Regions from separate parts of the Mus musculus genome. Here regions 1 and 3 are each linked to region 2. Evidence: chromatin contacts called from public HiChIP or PLAC-seq data. All regions are on one chromosome and are shown on one strand. The core of a region is the stretch at or near the end of the contact, and the rest is flanking DNA. Distances in the headings are between cores, read along the strand shown.

Region 1 (3,504 bases), core at 179-2,678, 160 kb after region 2:
GTATCTCACCAAACACATTCCAAGTTAGGAAGAACTGAGAGCTAGAGGCCCTATGGTGACCCTGTCTTGAGCTCACCTCCTCCTCTTCCTTTTGAATGTATATGTATACATTGTATGCAAGGTACATGACAACCCTGTCACTGTCTCCAGACACACTAGACGAGGGCATCGGATCCCAAGACAGATGGCTGTGAGCCCCCATGTGGGTGCTGGGAATTGAACTCAGGACCTCTGGAAGAGTAGTCAGTGTTCTTAACTGCCGAGTCATCTCTCCAGCCCATGCCCTCCCCTCCCTCTAGCTCAGTGTTGAGCTAACACTGGAAGTCACAGGAGTGGTGGGGAAGGATGTGGCCCAGTTCCTTGTTTCTCGAATATCATCAGCTTTTTCTTTTTTTCCTTTGGCTTGAATGGAAAGCACACCCTCTCTGGACTCTAACTGCCCTCTCTGGTTACTTTGGCGTAGTCGGTACAGGCCTCTCTGACAGCCACCCCATACAAGGCCTGCTCCCTTCTCATGCATGTGTGAAAGGGATTGGGTTTGCTTCTTCTAAGTGAGTTGGGGGGGGGGTTAAGGGGGGGGGTTGGGAGGGAGAGGGTGTGACGTCAGAGCTGGAGAACCTAGTTGGATGTGCCAGCAGCTGCAGCTGAGGCCCTGCACACTCCAAGAAAACAAGACCAGAGGCCCACACCTTTAATCCCCGCACTCCAGTGGCAGAGGCAGGTGGATCTCTGAGTTGGAGGCTAGCCTGGCCTACAAAGGGAGTTTCAGAACAGCCAGGCCTGAACAGACAAACCTTGTCTTGAAAAATCAACCAACTAACCAACCAAACTAACAACAAGCCAAACAAAAACACAAAAGCCTAGAGTCTTGTGACCTTTGTTTCTTCCCAACAACTAATTGTTCTTGGAATGGGTTTTCATGCCCCTCCCAGGTGTAGCTGGCAGGAGTCAGTTTACTTCTGATTGTTCATTACAATCGGCTTTTATGCCTGCAATGGAAAAAGGGGGTTTTGTGGAGCAGAAGTGGCCTTGCCCAGTCTGTCCACCAAGGGCACCTTGAAGGGCTCAAGCCGGACTGAACTTGACAAATACAGGATGGAGCACAGCAAACATGGCACCAACAGGTTTGGGCTCTTTCCCTTCTCCTTGCTAAACTGTTAGATTATATTCCTAAAGCCAGGCCCTAAGAAGGCCTCCTCCCTTATTTGGCCACACTGACTACTTTCTGAGACAAAACACAAGGTCCCACAATCAAGGTCATTATTTGACCAATGTCCAATCAGAATTTACCAACTCACCTTAGCACAGACTCTTCTTTTTTTCCTTAAAAACCCCACCGCAGCAAAAAAATCTCAGCTAGCCACAACTTTCCCCAACCCCATCCTGCTCGGGTAATCTCCTTTGTAATGGATATTGGGTGTCTAGGTGTGTCCTTTATGGAAGAGGCAGACCTCCCATGCGCCAATCTGAACTCCTAATCACCATCCTTGTGGCTGTGGCCCGGCCTTACCTCCTTGGCCTGTCCTTGCTGCCATGGCCCATCTTTTTTTTTTTTTTTTTAGATTTATTTATTTTATGTATATGAGCACACTATGTAGTTGTCCTCAGACACACCAGAAGAGGGCATCGGATCCCGTTACAGATGGTTGAGAGACACCACATAGCTGCTGGGAATTGAACTCAGGACCTCTGGAAGAACAATCAGTTCTCTTAACTGCTGAGCCATCTCTCCAGCCGGCCATGGCCATATCCTTGCTGCCATGCCCACCCTTGCCTCTATGTGGCCCGTCCACGTCTCTGTACATTTTAAAAAATATTTATTTATTTATTATATGTGAGTACACTGTAGCTGTCCTCAGACAATCCAGAAGAGGGAGTCAGATCTCGTTATGGATGGTTGTGAGCCACCATGTGGTTGCTGGGATTTGAACTCCTGACCTTCAGAAGAGCAGTCGGATGTTCTTACCCACTGAGCCATCTCACCAGCCCCTTTTTTTTTTTTTAAGCCTCTGTACATTACTCACTAACGTCTCTTCGTCCTCAGAGTATAAACTCTCTAATGTGCTCTGAATGGCTATCGCCTGAGACTTTAGTCTGGTTCATTTCTTGGCTCCACTCTCCCCACTGTCTTCAGAGAATAAACATTTAGAATTAGAATTTAGGGAATTATAATTTCTAGATAGGAAGTCGTCTGCTGTACTGAGCTTACTAAACTGAGCTTTCTGTATATATGTTGGCATGTTCAAGATGTAGACAAAGAACCAGATGTTTTTGTATTTGTTGTTTTTTTTTATTAGATATTTTCTTCATTTACATTTCAAATGCTATCCCCAAAGCCCCCTATACCCTCCCCAAGAACCAGATGTTTAACATCAATGGACACCTACATTGACATACTCATTCCACGGCCCCCCGCCCCGTGTGTGTGTGTGTGTGTGTGTGTGTGTGTGTGAGAGAGAGAGAGAGAGAGAGAGAGAGAGAGAGAAACCTTGGGGTGCGGCTGTGAGGGTAAATTCTTCATGGACACAATATTCTAGTTCCTACTTCCCTTGCTCTGGCATGAGCTTGAATACAACCTGTGTGATAAGCTTGTCTTTCTAGTCAGATTTGTCCACTTGCGACTCAGCCCCCACACTCTGCCCCACTTGGCTTCATCTTTTCCCCTTAGGTTCAGACGCTAAAATGATATTTCAAACGGAGATGCATGGAAATCTGCCAACAGCAGGTTTAATGCAATTGGCCTTCCAAACACCGTTTTGTTCTGCTTTGTTTTGGGGCTGTTGGGGATCAGGCCTCATGTGGGTGCACACCCAATGTGATGTGCACATGTGTGTGGTGATATACCTTGCTATCCTTCCCTCGCTCCATTTTTTTTTTTTTTTTTTTGACACGGGGTCTCAAGTTGTACCTGGAGCTAACGGATTGGCTACCATGGCCTGACCAGTGAGCTTCAGAGATTCACATGTTCTACTCTTACCCTCACTACCCCCATTTTTATAGATTTGTGTGTCTAACTAACTTTCATGTGGGTGCTGGGAAATCCCAAGCTCACCTCTTCATGCATTTATTTACCTATTGGTCAGCCTACTTCCTCCCAGCCCTTCCTGACCACCCTCACAGAGTTCTGATGAGAGCTGTGTCCTAGAATATGTGAAATAAACAAACCAACAAGGTCCAGGCGAGCACTTCCTCAGGAAATGAAAAAAATTCTTAATTATCGTGATGAGAACTGTTAGCAACAGAAGCTGTATCCAGCTAGCCTCCGAATCCAGCGTTGACGTCATCCCTAGGCGACAAGAACCCTCTCGCATCGCTTGCCATGGCAACCACTGCACACTCCCTGCGCATGCCTCACTCCCATCACCTAAGCACATCATCATCTGGGTTACCTATGTCGTGGTCTAAGTCACAGCCCAGATAAGAGACAGAGACCCCGATCCATCTCTCTCTCTTTCCTCTTCCCTGTTTCTTACCCCCTTCAGTAAAGGACTTCTCTCGTGGGAA
Region 2 (3,621 bases), core at 1,077-3,576:
ACCTGCTTTACGGTTGTTTATGTTGCCACTGGACTCCAGTGCCCAAAGGAAACCGCTTTCTACCAAATGTGAGGGGCTGAGACCAACAGGAAGTTTAGGAGTGGGTAGACACTGACTTAGAGAGCTTCAAGTACAGGCCTTGGAAAGTTATACACAAAGCTCGTTTTAGGAGGGACTAGGGAAGTATAGAGGAGCCTACTGGATTTGGAGTGCTCTGGCCTACTGGTGTTTTTTCCTCTTCCTCCCACTACCTCCCCTCCCCCAGGGCGCAGCCCTGGCTGTGCTGAGCCCTGAGCTGCTGCCACCCACCACCCAGCGAGACCTTTCTCAGCATTTCAAGTCCCAGTTTTGCTACAGCACGGCTTTAAAGCTACTTTTTTTTTTTTTTAATATATGTAAGTACACTGTAGCTGTCTTCAGACCAGAAGAGGGCGCCAGATCTCGTTGTGGATGGTTGTGAGCCACCATGTGGTTGCTGGGATTTGAACTCAGGACCTTCGGAAGAGCAGTTAGAGCTCTTAACCGCTGAGCCATCTCTCCAGTCCCCGAAGCTACTTATTCTTTGTTGACCTATTTATTCATTTATAAAATGAATTCATGCTGTTCATAATGGTCCCTTTATGATAAAAAGCAGCGTCTAGTCTATCTGGAGCTGGGTGTGGTTAACCAAACCCCACCTGGTACCCAAGTGGATCTGCGCCCGCCCTCATGTGGCCAGGTTGTTTTAAAATGTCATCTTCCTCATTTGAAATAGGAGCGCTTCCTTCGTTTGCTACAGAAATTGGAAATGTGGGAGAGGGGGGTGTTTATGTATGGAGCCGATTTGTGGTTCCCTGGAAAGAGGGGAAGCCTGGCCCTTACATGAGTGCTGGGACTTCAAACTTGAGTCCTCTTGTTTGCATAGCAAGTACTCTTAGCCACTGACCCACCTCCCTGTGCGCACTCTGGGTTTTTGAGAGGGACTTTTGCTGTGTTAAGTTTACCCGTTGGAATGCCAGGGTTAAAGGCCTGTGCCCACCACATCCTGCTCATTAACTGATTTTACATTGCCTAGGGTGAGGATCTAGGAAGTGGTGGTAGACTTATGTAACAAACCCTGAAAGTGCCATAACTTTATAAGAAACATAATTATTTAAGCAATGATTTTTGAGGACAAATAGGATCAAAGATACAGCATCAGTACCACCTGGCGCCTATTCTCCACCTCTGACCTACGCAATCCCAGACCCTGATTTTTTCAAGCGCATATTTAAAGCCACCCTCAATTTATTAGGATTATTATCTTATTTTACATTTTATCTACTAGTTTGGGGAGGAGGCTGCACATTCCCTGGTACCTGCATACGGGGCTCAAGGAACAAATTACAGGAATTGGTTGTTCTCTGTGGGCCCTGAGAAAATAACTCAGTCATGCGTGCTAACAGGCACTTTTACCTGCTGAGCCATCTTGCTGGCCCCTAAGTTGTATTTGTATTGTCTGGACTGCTGTGAAGTACACGGATACTCAGTGCTGGAGACCATAGTGTTCCTGCCTTGGAGGAATTTCTTTTGGAAGTGGGGTAGGAAGGGAGGTGGTTTTCTACGTGTAGCGTGGCTGTCCTGGAACTAAGCTCTGTAGACCAGGCTGGCCTTCAGCTCACAGAGATGCTGCCCCAGCCTTCTAAGTGCTGGAATCAAAGGTGTCGCCACCACCGTCTGACACGGAATTTCTGATCAGACTTCTAGAATATGACCTCCCGGCGGGGAGAAAGTAAAGGCCACTGGCTGGAGTGCAATTTCAAATAAGCGAGAACGTTTCTGGAGCCCACTGGAGAGTGCTCAGCCGCCGCCCTCTTCCGGATTACATTCCTTCTCTTGAGCATTGTTTATCTAAAACTCAGTTTAACCAGGCCAACTGCCCTCTGCTAAATCAGGCAACTTCGGGCTGCCCGCTGCAGGCGCCAGGGGACCCCCAAACCAGGGCGGCTCCCAGCCCACCCGGGTCAAATTCCAGCGCTGGCGCTCCGCCCTCGGCTCGGGAATGCGGAAGGGGCGCGGGACTTGCGCTGGGAGCCGGGGAGACCAGCAAGCCGGCGCGGCTGCGGCAGGAGGATGCCGTGCCAGTGAGCTGGGGAATATGTACTCGCGGCTACAGGGGCTGAGTTCGTCGGGTCGTGCAGCCAGGCTAGTTTCCGCCGCTGGCTGCCTGGGTCCTCCGGGTCTTCGAAACGCTTGCAGCAACCCCCTGCCACGGTTGGTCGCGCCGGGCTCGCCGGTGCTCCTTCCGCCCCGCCCCCGGGCCGGAAGTGCGGCGCCGCCACTGTCCCGCCCCAACCTCCGCTGGTCGCAGTCGCCGGTCGGATCCTCTCGGGTGTGCAGCATCAGGTCAGGTGAGTGGCTCTCGACCCCGCGGGGCATCTCCCGGGCCGCATCTGTCCCTAGTGCTGCGCAACCGCGCCTGGAGCCTGCGGGCGGCTGGACCATCGGCTGGTGGAGCGGAGGTGGCTCGGTTCGAGGCCCTACGCGGTTCCTGTGCTGGCGAACCCTGGCCGAACGAGGCCCCGGGACCGTGTGCACTGGGCCTGCGACATCCGATGACTGACACCTGGTGCCCGGCTGCCCGCACCTGCCGCGGCTGCAGGCTGCAGGCTGCAGGTCCAAGCTGTGTGTTAGCGCAACTGCGTGCATCTGTTCTAGACGCGTTGGGGGAGGAGAAGCCCGCTGGTGTATGGTTCCTGCCAGAGGAAACCAGGAACTGGTACTAGAGTTCCTGGTTAGCAAATGCTAAAATGGGCTGATTTGCATAAATCCTTACTGGGTCTTAGGTCTTGCAAAGATTTAGCTCATTGTTAGAGGACAATTCGAAGAAAGCTGGAAAGAATGGAGAACATATTGAGCCAGGGATCCAAGATGAACTGGTGGATCTCTGCTAGGAGGTACCGAGCAAAAAGCTCAAAAGATGAGCATCGTATTATGTGCACAAGAAGCGCGGGTGGTCAGCCGGAAGGGAGAAGAACAATAACTGAGTACTAGCTGGGAAAGAGGAAGGTAGTTAGGGTAGGGCTCTTGGATACACACGACCCCAGGCGAGACCCTATACAATAAAATAACGTAGTTAGTTAGCCAAGGTAGGCCTCTTTCTTTAGAGGTGTACTGAAAACTCGATGAGAAATGAAAAATTACGTAAGAGGATTTGGGGAGTCACCCACGACAAGGAAGTAACACGACAAAGGATGTTTAGGGAATCGGGTTGACAGCTTTTGTTCTAGAGATGGCTTGGCTGTAGTCCTGTGTGTTAGAGAAATATCACAGCATTTTCTCCTTCAATAAACCCTTAAGTGAGGTGATGTCATTTGCCTGGGAACATCACTTCAGGAATTCATATGATGCCACCAGGGTTTTTCTATCCACTTGCTCCTCACTCTGTCTCTCTGTCTCTGTTTCTCTCTCTGTCTCTCTCTGTCTCTCTCTCTCTCACACACACACACACACACACACACACACACACACAAAGGCACCTGTTCACTGAGCTGCAGCTTATGAAGGACAGATCCCTGGGTGATAATGGTTGGCCAAAGTTAGGAAAGCCAGGGATGGGACCGATATCCCCATTCCCCCAAGGTTGAATGATACAGTTGTGTA
Region 3 (3,437 bases), core at 16-2,515, 190 kb after region 2:
TTGAAACTTTGGGCTAGAAGGGCCATTGGGATGTTAAGAGCTCTGTGGGATGTTCTGTAGGAGCTTGGAAGATAATGTTGTGAGTGTGCAAACGATGGAGGCCTGGCTTCTGAAATCTTAGAGGGAAGATTAAAGACTCTTATCATAGGCCATTGCTGTTTTGATTGTGAAGATTCTGTGGTTTTGGTTAGCTGGGGCTGAAGAATCAACTGTGATCAATAAGATACCAGATCTACTAAAGTGAAACCTTTGCATTACTGGGACTATTGGTACTGGTTAGCTGGAGCTAAGAAATCAGCAGTGATTAAGAAGAGACCAACATCATTGAGGTGAAATCTGGGAAGTGTTTTCTGAGTGCACAAAGAAGTTGTGTTCAGAGATAGCCAAGGTTGTACCTTGTGCTGCAGCTAGACTTGGTAATGTGTAACAATCACCCAGGTGATACTGGTTTTGAAGGCAGAAGGGGGTCATGAAGCAGCTGAGGCTTGGCACTGTGAGAGGCCATGGAAGGCCATTGGTGAAGGTGCAGCCTCAGTTGCAATTGATGGCCTGGGACTGAAGGGGTCATGCAAAGGAGCTTGGCACCATGAAGAGAGCCTATGAGAGGTTACTGGAAGACAGCAGTGTTTTGGAGAAGCCAGTACCTTGAGATGACCACCAAGAACAGCAGCAGCACAGGCAGTTGGAGCCTAGAAGACAGGGTGCGTGCTACAAAGGGCAGAGCTGGAGAAGTGACCCAAGCCCTTGGAGGAGCCCAGAAGATGGTGAGTAGGTCCCAGACATTGGACAGTCAGAGTTTGATTTTGCTTTTGATTGTGACTGTGCCCTGATATTTTTCCCTCTTGAAGTAAGAAAGTATTTTAGTGGAGTCTATAGTTAAAAGACTTTGAATTTCAAAAGAGATTGGATATTTTAAAGGGATTGAAAATTTAATATGTTAGAATTTGTAAAGACTGTGGGACTTTTAAAGTTATTTAGATCTTGGAGATGAACAAGAAAGTAAGCGTTGAGACTTAATAGTGATGTGTTTGTGTGTCAAGCTGACAAGGGGTCAGTTGTACTGTTGGTTTTGTGTGTCAACTTGACACAAGCTGGAGTTATCACAGAGAAAGGAGCCTCCCTTGAGGAAAGGCCTCCATGAGATCAGGCGGTAAGGGATTTTCTCAATTAATGATCAAGTTGGAGAGGCCCCAGCCCACTGTGGGTGGTGCCATCCCTGACTGGTGGTCAGAAAAAAGCAGAAGTCAGAATCCCGAAGCAGCATGGAGTGGGTGGGTGTTCATCACTGATGCGTCATTGGAATCACAGGCTAACTGCACAGGCATCTCCTGAAGCTCCTGGCTCATTTCTTTCCTGTCACACCCCCTGCAGTAGAATTTGTGTGACAAGTTCCACAGGCTAAGATGATAGACCTCATCAGGAGGAGGTTTCCTGGAACAGGTTGTGGAACTCTTCGCTGGAGAAAAAATATTGAGCCTGTAGTTCTCTTGGCAACTTATCTGTTTTTGTTTTCTATTCCTTTTCCCATATATGAAATGTTCCTGATAGCCTAGGCCAAGATCTTAAGCGAGTATTATGGCTACAAAACCATCCCATGAGATGGAGTCACTAACCATGCCCTCATCTCCGGGAAAACCAGGGCTTCGCTTTACAAATCATGCATAAGATAGCATTGATGAATATAAACTTCTCCAACAATAATATTTCATATGGTTGCATGTGTGTCATCGGAAGTAGGTTTTGATATATTAAGAAAGCCTTAAATAAAAAGAATTAAAACAGTTTAAATTTATGCTTTGAAGATTTACAGGAAAACAGGAGCTGGCAGTTAAACAGTAACTGACCATAAATATTCATTAGTTTATTCTTGGGAATTTGCCACTAGCCTTAGGTGATTTTTATATTGCGATGTACCAAATGATCAGAGTAATGTCTGTTGTACCTGGCTGCTTTATTGAAAACACCCTTTTTGAAGTTGTAATATTTGAATGATTTTGTATTTTGTATCTTGCTGTACCAAATGATTATTGCAATGTCCCTTCTATTGTACTGCTTCACTGAACACAGCTTTCCAGAGTTGTAACACTTGTTTCTCTAGGAGTAAAAACCCTTGCTCGAGAGCTGCAAAACACTCAGATTCACACTGCCTCTGTGTTTGTTTCTGTGTGTCTCAGCTGAATCCTTACCCACCTGGCCTCGAGAACCCACATCCCAGGGACCCCCAATACCCAGCTGGGGTGGTCTGTGGCATGTTCCCTTCTATAGACTTTTGGGGTGAAGAAGGAGAGAAGCTGGGAGGAGTAGGGGGGTCCATCTTCCTACTTTAAAGCCATGTGGGTTTATCACCAGTACAGCTCTGTATAATTTCAAGTTGAGATTATCTGTGCATTGAAGAATGCATTTTTGTGGCTGTTTCTCCAATCTGTGGTGCAGAGGCCACGTCTCATATACACATAGACGTGCCATCAATGGCATGTCTCTGTCATACTGTCGAGTCTGTTCTCTTACTGGCTGGAGCTGTAGTAAAAGAAGTATGTCTCTCTTGTTTATTTACTGTTATTGGTATTTGTGGTGGTGCTGGGGATTGAAGCCACAGCCTTGAATATGCCAGGCAAGAGGCATATTCTTGCATTTGTGCCTGCCATTTTTTTAAAAGTTATCTTATTTTGATGTATATGGATGTTGGCCGACGAGTATGTCTGTATACCATGTGCATGCCCATTGCCTACAGAGGGGAGGAAAGAGTGCTGACCTGGAGTTATGGATGGCTGTCAGTTAATGTGGGTGTGGGGAAACAAAATTGTCTCCTTTGGAAGAGCAGCCAGTGCTCAGCAGCTGAGCCATCTCTCCAGCCCCTGCTTTCCTTTTTAAGAAGTCAAAACTTTGTGGCTTCTAATGCATGAAGGCTAGTGGCACCGAGCCTGATATATTTGGTGCTGGAGCACTAGCTCAGTCCTGAATGCTTGCTAGGGAAGCACCCACCAGCTGAGCGACAGCCCCAGCCCAGTTTATTTTTTTTTTTAAAGTGAGTTTAGGATGCATGTGGTGTGCATGCATATGATCCCAGTCACTCTGGACTGAGTCAGGCAGGTCCCTGGAGTCCAAGAATCAGAGAGCAGCCTGGCAAACATAGTCTCTGAAGGGCTGTAAAAGTTTGTTTAGCTTTCATCATTTCCCCGCCTGGGTTTTATTTTTAAATGTGGTTTGACTTCCGATCAGCAGATATCAGTCACCACACTGTTTACATCATGTGTCACCTACACAAATAAAGCTGCTGTCTTTGAAAGCAGAATGAGGGCTGGAGAGATGGCTCAGCGGGTAAGAGCATTGACTGCTCTTCCAAAGGTCCTGAGTTCAATTCCCAGCAACCACATGGTGGCTCACGACCATCCATAACAAGATCTGACTCCCTCTTCTGGAGTGTCTGAAGACAGCTA

Evidence for each region. HiChIP or PLAC-seq counts read pairs in DNA pulled down with a chosen protein or histone mark.
Region 1: a contact with region 2 is called in an H3K27ac HiChIP or PLAC-seq map of embryonic stem cells, with 14 read pairs. The contact joins the enhancer-like site here to the promoter of Myl12b in region 2. A contact is called at or near these places in 10 of 39 promoter capture datasets (the C10 cell line, cranial neural crest, embryonic stem cells and 7 more), 1 of 484 Hi-C or Micro-C datasets (embryonic stem cells), 28 of 115 datasets of contacts at active chromatin or transcription factors (the 230-238 cell line, the SCID.adh cell line, bone marrow-derived macrophages and 15 more) and 4 of 9 other capture datasets (adipose tissue, embryonic stem cells, liver and 1 more).
Region 3: a contact with region 2 is called in an H3K4me3 HiChIP or PLAC-seq map of bone marrow-derived macrophages, with 2.8 times the contacts expected there. The contact joins the enhancer-like site here to the promoter of Myl12b in region 2. A contact is called at or near these places in 8 of 39 promoter capture datasets (the C10 cell line, cranial neural crest, frontonasal cranial neural crest and 5 more), 5 of 484 Hi-C or Micro-C datasets (the AML12 cell line and embryonic stem cells), 21 of 115 datasets of contacts at active chromatin or transcription factors (the 230-238 cell line, CD8 T cells, acute myeloid leukemia and 10 more) and 4 of 9 other capture datasets (adipose tissue, embryonic stem cells, liver and 1 more).

The regions. Positions count from the first base shown.
Region 1 is chr17:70,826,240-70,829,743 of GRCm38.p6, reverse strand. No RefSeq gene overlaps it. Among named protein-coding and RNA genes, the nearest start is that of Gm41610, 13 kb to the left of the region's middle. Within about 2 kb of position 1,428, at least 26 of the 459 cell types and tissues checked have an H3K27ac peak or open chromatin away from gene starts, as enhancers often do. A contact at or near this core is called in adipose tissue, bone marrow-derived macrophages, embryonic stem cells and 2 more, where this site is marked.
Region 2 is chr17:70,989,221-70,992,841 of GRCm38.p6, reverse strand. It overlaps Myl12b (myosin, light chain 12B, regulatory), which reads left to right and starts at 2,326. Exons shown (of 4, transcript NM_023402.2): 1 at 2,326-2,369.
Region 3 is chr17:70,797,314-70,800,750 of GRCm38.p6, reverse strand. All of the region lies in intron 9 of Dlgap1 (DLG associated protein 1), which reads right to left. It overlaps Gm41609 (predicted gene, 41609), which reads left to right. Exons shown (of 5, transcript NR_168098.1): 3 at 1-764. Among named protein-coding and RNA genes, the nearest start is that of Gm41609, 7.0 kb to the left of the region's middle. Within about 2 kb of position 1,265, at least 10 of the 459 cell types and tissues checked have an H3K27ac peak or open chromatin away from gene starts, as enhancers often do. A contact at or near this core is called in bone marrow-derived macrophages, where this site is marked.